Linked DNA regions of Triticum aestivum: region 2 is linked to region 1. The links are chromatin contacts, called in public HiCAR-type maps. All regions are on one chromosome and are shown on one strand. The core of a region is the stretch at or near the end of the contact, and the rest is flanking DNA. Distances in the headings are between cores, read along the strand shown. Region 1 holds the start of LOC123096505. Region 2 holds the start of LOC123096506.

Region 1 (5,421 bases), core at 846-3,345:
CCTTTCTGAGAAGAAAAAAGGAAGGTTCTCACTGCATACAGACCGCATGTTAAAACAAGCAACAATGAAATCTAAATAAGCAGATTAGTTACCAAACCAAACTAAATGAGTAAACATTTACATTGTATTAAACATTTGTCCAAACAGGAGAAGCTAAAAGGCACCAAAATGGAATTGAGTTGGAACCTATATGAATTTCACTGGAACAGCACAATGGCATGTGCAATGAATATTACCTCAGCCTTATTGCCAGGCCCATTTTCCTTCTGAATACAACAATGAAAAAATAATCGAAGGATTCCAAATCTGGCATGACAAATATCTCTTCTCCATTGCTTGCTTGCAGATGAACCCAACAAGGAACATGGCGACTATGAACATCAACAGTAACCATTGCAGAACAATTCAAGTCCTAATAAGAACCGCCAAAAGAATTTGCTACCCGCAAGGAGCAGCAGCTGAACCCTAAACCTAGCAATTCACAGCACCCTCACTGACATGGAATGCTTTCTGCCTCAACTGACCGGTGGACAATTCCACATCTCAGGGCATCATCATAGAGCATTGCTGCTGTTGCCTGAATTCTGCAGAACACCAAAAATCAACTAGGCAACGTACTCACTCTCAATCACAGGTTTTGTTCGCGTTCCCAACGCTACAGGCGCTTGCGACCGCCCAACCTGCGCCATGCGCAAAGTCTCCCCGACCTCTGCATTTCGTTCCATCACCTCCATCTTCTTTTCCCTTTTATATCTGACAAAACACACCAGAAGCAAAGCCAACAGCCCCAATGCAATGACGCCCCCAACAACGCCGACAGCAATCTTCCATGCGTCCGAACTACCCTTATCACGACCACCATTAGTCGGTATTGGTGGGGCAATTGCGCCTGAAGGCCCTGGAGCAGGAGCAACCTCACTGGAGTTCACCACTATGGAGAAGTGCCCTCGGCGATAGGTTGCACACACGTTGTTTGCCTCCAAGCCCCGGAACTGTGGCACCCCATCCAAATCAAACCACACACACTGCGGCGCTGGACTGCCTGGGGGCACCGCCCTCACATTGCTGAAACTCACAGAAATCGGGCTCCCTGACGCGACGATGCTCAGCTCGGACAATCCCGTTGCTGACAAGTTGGCAGCGTCGTAGACCAGCAGCCCGAGAATGGGCGAGAGGTAGGTGTAGCCGGGGAGCGGGTAGTACTTCTCCGACAGCTCGCCCAGGTTGTGGTACACGAGCACCACCCTCTCGACGTACGGCTGCACGATGACGCCAGGGGGGATGCTGAACTCGAAGTAGTCGGAGAAGCCTTTCCTCCGCAGGCTGCCGCTGCGCAGGCGGAGCCCGGACACCGCGACGCCGGCGAGGTCCGCAGGCACGGTGGCGTTGTAGACAATGCCGGTGTGCGGCCGGACGAAGGCCCGGTACGCGTAGTCCTGCAGCATTGCGTCCAGGGCCCTCGCCGGCGACGGTGACTGTGCCGCCGCCGGAGAAGAGCCCAAGAAGAGCAGCTGGAGGAGGCAGGCGCAGATCAAGAAACCCATCCCGGCACGCCTCCGCCGCGAGCGAGGATCCAAGAAGGGGACCGCCGGAGCCGAGCAAGAGTCAGGTCAGGATCCCCTCCTCATCCGCATACGAGGACCTCCGAAACGAGGACGAGATTCGGAGCGGGGGAGGACGGGCATGCGCGGACCGGAGGCCGGCGGCAGGCGAGCTAGCAGATCCAAAGAAGCAGCCGGGCTGAGCAGAGCAGCCACAATGGCGAGGCAAGTTATGCGCGCGTCCAGAGTCCAAACAGGTGGCAGGCAATTTCGGCAAGAAACCAGGGAGGCGGCCGGGAAAGGAAGGGAGCAAAGGATTGGATGGCGAGAATCGGGAGGAGGGGAGGAGCGGCGGGATCAATCCGGGCCGGGGACGCCGGAGTCCACAGAAATCCGCGCGCGCCTGCCCCCACGGGCGGATGATTGCGACGGCGGGGGTTTGGGGATTCGGCAGCGGGGGTCGGGGTGGAGAGAGAGTGAGGTGAAGGAGAGAGATTTTAGGGAGAGAGAGAGACAGGAAGGAAGGAGAGAGGTTTTAATGGGGACGCATTTTTTCAGGGGCTCGGATGGAAATAAATTTCTCCCTGGTTTTTCCCGCAATAAAATACGCGGGCTCACAGTTGGCACGTCCGCCCCTGCGGAGTTACCGCTCTGCCCCTGGACAGCTGGGCTTCTGCTGCTTCTGCTCGCTGGAGAGTGGGGTCCAGGTGTGAGGGGTTCGTTTGTGGACGGGAGATCAGAAGGGGCTTTATTGTAAAATGGCGGTGCTGCTGACTGACCTGTGGGGCCGGGCGAGCCATCTCGAGCGGCCGGCGGAGAACGCCTTTGTTCCCAACGTTTGGATGCTCCTGTCCTGGGAGAGATGATTTGCGAGGTGGGGTCTTTTTGTAAAGCCGTGTGTTTGTAGGTCGCTGAGGTGTGGGACCCCTGAGCTGAAGCCCACCGGCAGTGAGCGTGATTGCTAAACTTTTGTCGAGTCCTTTGCCAACGACTGGATTCGAGAACTGGTTATCATGATCGTGCTATAACGGTATTAACGGGTCTACTGTCGCTCCCGTGGACTGGATAAATTTCATAAAATCACAGTATATTCTCCACCACAGATTTCTTGGTCAGAGACGGCGCTGAGGATGCGACGACATAGGATTGCCGTGCAGGGATGGTTCGCGGCATCGAAGAAGATGGATGGGGTGAGCCGGGATTGGCGGCTTCATCGTCGTGGCGATAGTCGCCCATGCTATAATTGTTCAATTTTTTTTTGTAAAGTTCTTCGATGAGAGATGGAATCTAATTGTATACCATATCGATCAAAAAGGCAGGACAAGCGTTCTCTTTGAACTGGCGGATTTTTGGACAAATTCTTTTTATAAAAAAACTCAGGTTCGTTTAGGGCACATCTAGATATGCTCTGGTTATTATACATCTATGTCACTCAATCAAATTAGAAATAGAAGGAGAAAAGACAAAAGAAAATGTTTGCATGAATCTTAGCGTAAAATTAATGACATAAGACTTAGATGAGCAATACTTAAAGCACATAGAGATGTGCTTTAGCAAAACTGAAAAAACTTCTATGAGTAAATTTCACCTCAAATGAGATGTTGTGTTTCATGGCATGTTATTATTCTCAAACTGACAAAGATGGCTCCATATGTCACAATGACGTCATAGTTGGCTAGGTACACAAGTCAAGTTGTGCTTGCTAAGGATGCGCCTAATATGATGCACAACCCATAGACATACATGTTCATTGATATATTTGTATATAATTCTCATTGAATTGATGAAATTTCACATACTCTTTGTATGCCCCTAAATAGTGCACGTTAGTTGTGAACATGCTTGTCGCTGTGTCACCCATAAGGGGTATTTTAAATGTAATTAAAATAGTACTTTTTTATTGAATAGTCAAGGAGATATACATATGAATATTTCCATCTATATTTTGCTATGAAGATTCACAACCTCTTACAAGATATGTTTAAATGAACCAGCGCACACGTGAATTGCAGAAAAACAAAGAACCAAAAAAAATTGTGTAGCCCTACCTCCACCCGAACACACACACACACACACACAATGAGGACACCCCAGGAAAACCCCCAATGAGCGGCGCCTTCGCTTTGCCGAGGCAACACAAGAACGCCATCAAAAATCAATGCATAGCCTAGACATTGTGGGCACCATCCTCACACACCACAAGCAAACTAGTGCAAAGACCGAGACAAAAACCAATGGGAGGCACAAATGGAAGAGAAGCACCGGTACCATAGACGAGAAGCTCTGATTAACTTAGACCAAACCATGACAACTTTGATACTATCGACGTAGCCAAAGGGCAGCAATCAACTGGGCCACACTACAACACTAGAGAACCCGAAAGGGGTAGTCGAAGGGCGACAAACAACCGATAGACAGCTAACGAAGGGGTGGGGCTCCAAGGGTCCTTCCCGCTGAGATCAACTCCTTAATCGCGGTGGGCTCCGATTGAAAGGAACTGGATGTCGTCTAGAGGTGGGGTGAATAGGCTTGTTAAAAACAATTACGGTTTAGGCTTGAATAAATGCGGAGTAAAACTAGTGTTTAATTTATTAAGCACAAAACCTAAATAAGCTAGGCTCAACTATGCGCACCAATAACATATGCCAAACAAGATAAACAACTATGTGGTAGCAAGCAAAATATAACTTGAAGCACAAAGGCTATGACAAAGTAATTGCATAAGTAAATGGCTCGGGTAAGAGATAAGCGAGGAATGCAGAGACGATGATGTATCCCGAAGTTGACACTTGGATGCTAATCTCCGTTCGAGCGGTGTGGAGGCACATTTTGGGAAATGTTGCATGGAAAACAAAAAAATTCTACGCACACGCAATGATCTATCCATGGAGATGCATAGCAACGAGGGGGGGAGTGTGTCTACGTACCCTCGTAGATCGTAAGCGAAAGCGTTTCACAACGTGGTTGATGTAGTCGAACTTCTTCGGGCTTCAACCGATCAAGTACCAAACGTACGACACCTTCGCGTTTTGCACATGTTCAGCTCGGTGACGTCCCTCATCTTCTTGATCCAGCAAGACATCGAGGTAGTAGATGAGTTTCGTCAGCACAACGACATGGTGACGGTGATGGTGAAGTGATCTCCGCAGGGCTTCGCATAAGCACTACAAAAATATGACCGATGTGGTAAACGGTGGAGGGGGGCGCCTCACACGGCTAGACAATTGTCTGTTGTGTGCTAGGCGCCCCCTCCTCATATATATAGGTGGGAGGGAGGGAGGAGCAGCCATAGGAGGCACCCATGTAGGAGGAATCCTACTTGAAGTCCCTCCCAAGCCGCGCGCCCCCCTGCCATATATAACCGAGGGGGAAGGAAAGAGGGGGGAGAGGGAAGGAAGTAGGAATCCTAATCCACAATTTCCTTGCCCTCCCCTCTTTCCTTCTCCTCATCATAGATCTGGCCTCTATAGGGGCGCATCAGGGCTGGTGTGTTCCCTCACTTGGCCCATAAAGCCCATATCTTTGCCGGGGGTGCCCGAAACTCCGTTCCTGTGACCCGATAAGTACCTGGTACCCTCCGGAACACTTCCGGTGTCCGAATACCATCGTCCTATATATCAATCTTTACCTCTCGACCATTTCGAGACTCCTCGTCATGTCCGTGATCTCATCCGGGACTCCGAACAATATTCGGTCACCAAATCACATAACTCATATAATATTATATCGTCAATGAACGTTAAGCGTGCGGACCCTACGGGTTCGAGAACTATGTAGACATGACCGAGACACCTCTCCGGTCAATAACCAATAGCAGAACCTGGATGCCCATATTGGCTCCTACATATTCTACAAAGATCTTTATCGGTCGAACCGTTAT
Region 2 (5,063 bases), core at 1,191-3,690, 150 kb after region 1:
CGTCGGACCGGTTTGTGCCCCGGACCCGGTAGATGGCTCGGTCGGGGACTCCGGCTTTTGATGTTAGGCTTAGGTGAGAGGTCTGGGTATGTGGCTCGGCTTGCACCCCTTCATCATATGGATAGGAGTAGCGGCAGATGTTGCCAAGATGGCGGATTCAGGCATATTGTTGTTCTACTTTGTAAGGTCCTCGAGAATAATCAATAAAATGGCCGCATGCATCTCCCAGATGCAGAGGCCGAGGGTCATCCTCCTTTTCAAAAAAAAATCTATGCTACAGAACTTAATGTTGCAATGCTGCCTTTGGCTTAAACTAAATGAACTAGAAAATCTAATCCTAGAAGTTGAGGGCCACTTTGGATTGTAATAATTTCATAGGGTTTTTGAATGATTCCAATCCTGTAGAACTTTCCTACAGAGGCCCTTTGGATCATAAGGACGACGGCATCGAATTCATATGGATTGCTTTCGTACACCACCAATTCCATAGGAATTTCAACATCCACTTCAACCACTTTTCCCTACTCATTTGAATAGTACTGGGCATTTTTTCTGCATTTCCTTATGTTTTGAAGTTTATAGTTCCTGTATGTTTCATATTCCTAGGTTTTTCATTCCTAAGATCCAAAGAGGCCCTGAACTGGGAATATAAACATGTGTAAGCAAGCTTTTGTCAAGTAAAAGGATTAGTAGCTTTCCCATAAAGGGCTTGGTAAAGCATATTCCTAATTGATCTATAATCGTATGGCACCTTACGTCGCGAGAAGCTTTTAACTGGGTCTCCTGGGCTGCCTCAGCTTTATTCAGTGTGAAACTCGGAGGGGGGAATGCATCTGCAGCAGGATTCTGCATATGCAAACTGGAACTGTCAGGCTTTCTTCTAATTTGTATCTTCTTTGTTTCCTCGATGATGTTTGATGTCTTATTATCAACAATAATGAGACCTTCCTGTAAAACATAGAGATGAAAACAAGTCAGTGCACAAACCAAACAGGATGCTGAACTTCCAAAAGAGATACTGTAAAGTACCCAGCGACAACACAGAAAAGGGTCCGAAATGAAGCTACAATTACGAGTTGTCAGTTGTGTCGGTAATATCGTAAAATAAATAAAGCTGCATGATGCTAAAGAACTTTACCTCCAAGGCGTTTCTGATTCTTCCACCAAACTGGTTGACAGAAGCGGCAAGTGCCTCTGACCTCTTCCGCGGTTCGCTCCTTTCTGTCCCTCCATAGCTGTCGAATGGCCAACGAGATTGAGGGGCCTGAAATAAGAAAATGGAACGAAGAATGTAAATCACCTAAAGGCTAAGAAACCAGCCATGGACAATAAGTTTACTGATTGGATTTCATCGTGTTTCACCAATATATTTGCTGTCTCACCTGAGCTCCATCCGATAAGTTGGGCTTGCGAGTGGCACTTTGAACTTTCCCATGGTCATCGAACTTGTGAGCAGCAGCATCCTCATCGAGAATCCCCTTGGCCTTTCTTGCCAATGCTCCCCACAATCCAACCTTAGGCTCACGCATGCTATCCATCGACGTGTAGTTGTACGACGAAGCAGCCAAACTCTGCTCATTCACCGCAGACCAAATCAACACAGCAACCCATATAAGTAGAACAACATTTTTGAGTACATGAAGAATATCTGTCAATCCTAATAAGCAAGGAAAAAAACAGCGTGCTATGACAAAATAGCACATCCCTTAAAATTCGCTATAGCGGACGATTTTACACTGATTTTATTTAGCGAGACATTGCTCAAAACGCTATAGCGTGCCATTTATATCAGTGATCCTAAGTGATACAGACATGCTAAATTTCACCTCGAACTGAACAATAGAAACGCACATCAGAGGAACACTACAGCTTGCTAATTATCTCGGTGATGGGTTTGGAATCAGACAGTGATTATCCAGTAGCTGGCATATTCAGGACCAAATTGACCTGTTAGTTCAAGCTGCCCCCCAATAGGTAAGCAAGAGGGATAACCTGCATCAATCCGTGACTATCGCACATCGTCCCAACAAATTTTGTGTCGGACGAACGGAGGGCACATCTGTAGGAGCGAACTGGACGCGATGTGATCCCGGTATAATATTCGACCGACGGATCGAGACAGGCGCAAGCGCAAGCGCAAGCAAAATTGGCAGTAATAACCAGAGGGATTGGATGGTACAGAAGACGGGTGGGGGAGGAGAGGGAGGGAGGGTGCTTGCCTGGGGTTGGGGAGTCCGGCGGTCGTCGGAGGCGACGGGCCCCTGCTGCTTCCGGCGGTAGGCCATGATGAGCTGAGCTGGGTGGGTGGAGGTGGGAGGGACGCGGAGAGGAAGAAGCGAACAGCTGCTATAGCTTTTTGGTGATCCCTTGCTTGCTTTGATTAGAGAGAGACACCAAGCTGGACCAACCTGTCAAAATTCAACAGATGGGCCCACATGTGCTCTCTCGCACAAACGCCCTTTGTCACCTTTGCTGAGAAGAACACGACAGCTTCACGACAACTTCCTACTGGTGCGCGAAGTAGCAAGGAAGATTCACGCGAGAAGAACACCAGGTGTTTTAACATTTCCCGTGCATTTGATTCTCTCTCCTGGCCTTTCCTCTTCGAGGTGATGAAAGCAAAAGGATTTGGTCAAAAGTGGTTGGACTGGATGGCGGCGCTACTACTAACAGCCAGTACCAGGGTGGTGGTCAACGGGGCACCAGGGAGGAAGATCATTTCTCCTTTGCTTTTTGTGATAGCCATGGAGGCCCTTTCTGCCCTGGTGCAGAAGGCCACGGAGATGGGAGTTCTTACCTCTTTTGCCGGAATCTCGACAACACAAAGACTGTCCGTTTATGCTGACGACGTCGCCATGTTTACCAGACCCGCAGAGACCGACCTGGCAGCTGTCACCGAGATTCTAAAAGCATTTGGCAAAGCCTCGGGTCTCAAGGTGAACTACCGCAAATCCACGGTTGTGCTCATACGAGGAAGTGAGGAGGATAGGGCCAGGGTTGCCGGAATGCTGCAATGCGACATCTCAGAGTTCCCTTGCCGATACCTGGGACTGCAACTGGCGATAAAGAGTCTGACTAGAGCAGAATGGCAACCGATGCTGGACAAAGTACGACACTTCATGAGGCCTGGCCGGCTTATTCTGGTGCAGTCGGTAGTGGCGGCACGCCCCGTTCACCATCTTATGGTCACTGAGGCGCCGGAGTGGGTGCTTGAGGATATGAACAAATGGATGAGATCATTCTTCTGGGCGGGCAAAGACAAGTGTAACGGCGGACAATGCCTAGTGGCTTGGGATAAAATCTGTCAGCCAAAAGCCGGCGGTGGTTTAGGTATTAAAAACCTGAAGTGGCAAGCGATGGCGCTTCGAGTCCGGTGGGAATGACTAAAGAGGACTGATGCTCATAGACCATGGCAGGGGCTACCAATGACACCGGATGAGGAAGCGAGAGAGGTGTTTGATGCGTTGGTCAGTATAAAAGTGGGTTCGGGCGACAAGGTACTTTTCTGGAAGGACAAGTGGATCCATGGAGTAGCGGCGGCAGAGATTGCACCACTGATCGTAGCCACTGTCCCGACGAGAACGGCGAACAGACGTACGGTGCACCAGGCACTTGAGGATGGCTCTTGGGTGCATGATTTCAAGCATAACACCTCATTCACAGCCCTGATGCAGTACATGCACCTTTGCCAGGCTCTTGGTACGGTGGACAGAGACCCGTCACTGCCTGATAGTTTCACCTGGCCGAGATCACCGACAGGCACATACACGGCTAAATCAGTATATGACTACCTTTGCTCGAAGCTAGCTCGTTTGCCCACGGCTAAGTGCACCTGGAGAAGCTGGGCACCACTCAAATGCAAGCTGTTCGTGTGGCTCGCCCTACAGTATAGAATCTGGACATCCGACAGGAGGGCATGACATGGTTTACAGGATCAGCCGTCGGCGTGTTACACGTGCTTGCAGGCTGAAGACAATGTGGATCACATTTTGGCAAACTGCACGTACGCACAGGAGGTGTGGTATAAGGTGTTTAACCTCATTGCAATCCAGGTGCAGGAACCGGGGGAGTCGGGTGTGTTCAAAGATTGGTGGCTGACAGCGCGGAAGAGATTCAGAGGGCAGGACCGCAGAGGATTTGACACGCTGGTGACGGCGGTGGCCTGGGCCCTCTGGAAACAAAGGAATGCTAGGGTCTTCAACAGGGTCAGCGAGCAGACAACTGCGAGTGAGCTTCCATTCCAGATTCTCGACGAGATCGCCGAGTGGAAACAAGCTGGTGTAGGAGTAGGAGGCTTACAACGTTTCGTGAGGAGTTAGCCTAGGATAACCGGGTGTTGGAATGGGGTGAGTTGTACCCCGACCTCTGTGTTCGCACATCGGTCGACACTCTTGTAATTATTCCTCTTTTTTCTATAAACCTTTGCTGAGAAGTGTTTTTTGTTTTTTGTTTTTGCAATTCGGAGAGTTTTATCCAAACAAAGGCATTCTTCGGATAATCAACCAGAAGGTTGGTCACTGGGACCCTAGAAGTTTCATCAAGCCAAATTTGGGTCACATTCAAAATGCAAGCACGCTTTGAACAGAGATAAGCCCAAATGTTTGCTCACGTGTTTACACGTTGAATATCAAGAAAAGAGAAATCTCTAACTAACTCTCCAATTTCAACTAAGATAGGAGCCACAACTGAGCGAGAATTGTGGCGAGTGTTTTAGAGTGTAACCATCTTCAGACAATCAACCTCCATGCTTAAATCCTTGCAGCTTGGCAAACCCGACACCGTCCGAGAATAGGCTTCAGCAATCAGCGGGTCAAATATGCCCATGTATGGCTTGCACCCAACACCAAGAAGAGCAGAGGATAAACGTACAACCCCTTCATCGTCACCACAATTGTGCGTAAAATTCAGCGCCCATAAGTGGTGATATTGATGACGTCGTGCCCCAAAGGTTGCTAGCCCTAACCAGGCAAAACAAGAGGGGGCTTCCTAGGTAATTCCAGAAGCGCAATCGCCTACTTGGTCCGCCGCATGGGGTTTGCAGGATCAGCCCTTCTCCTTCATGT

The links. HiCAR-type assays count read pairs that join an accessible place to other places.
Region 2: a contact with region 1 is called in a HiCAR-type map of leaf, with 2.5 times the contacts expected there. The contact joins the promoter of LOC123096506 here to the promoter of LOC123096505 in region 1. A contact is called at or near these places in 2 of 5 Hi-C or Micro-C datasets (leaf and an unstated tissue) and 1 of 1 datasets of contacts at active chromatin or transcription factors (leaf).

What each region holds. Positions count from the first base shown.
Region 1 is chr4D:101,825,663-101,831,083 of IWGSC CS RefSeq v2.1, forward strand. It overlaps LOC123096505, which reads right to left and starts at 2,096. Exons shown (of 1, transcript XM_044518246.1): 1 at 107-2,096. The coding sequence starts at 1,544. The coding sequence ends at 606.
Region 2 is chr4D:101,975,178-101,980,240 of IWGSC CS RefSeq v2.1, forward strand. LOC123096506 reads right to left here and starts at 2,441. Exons shown (of 6, transcript XM_044518247.1): 1 at 2,220-2,441; 2 at 1,383-1,571; 3 at 1,139-1,264; 4 at 757-948. The coding sequence starts at 2,285.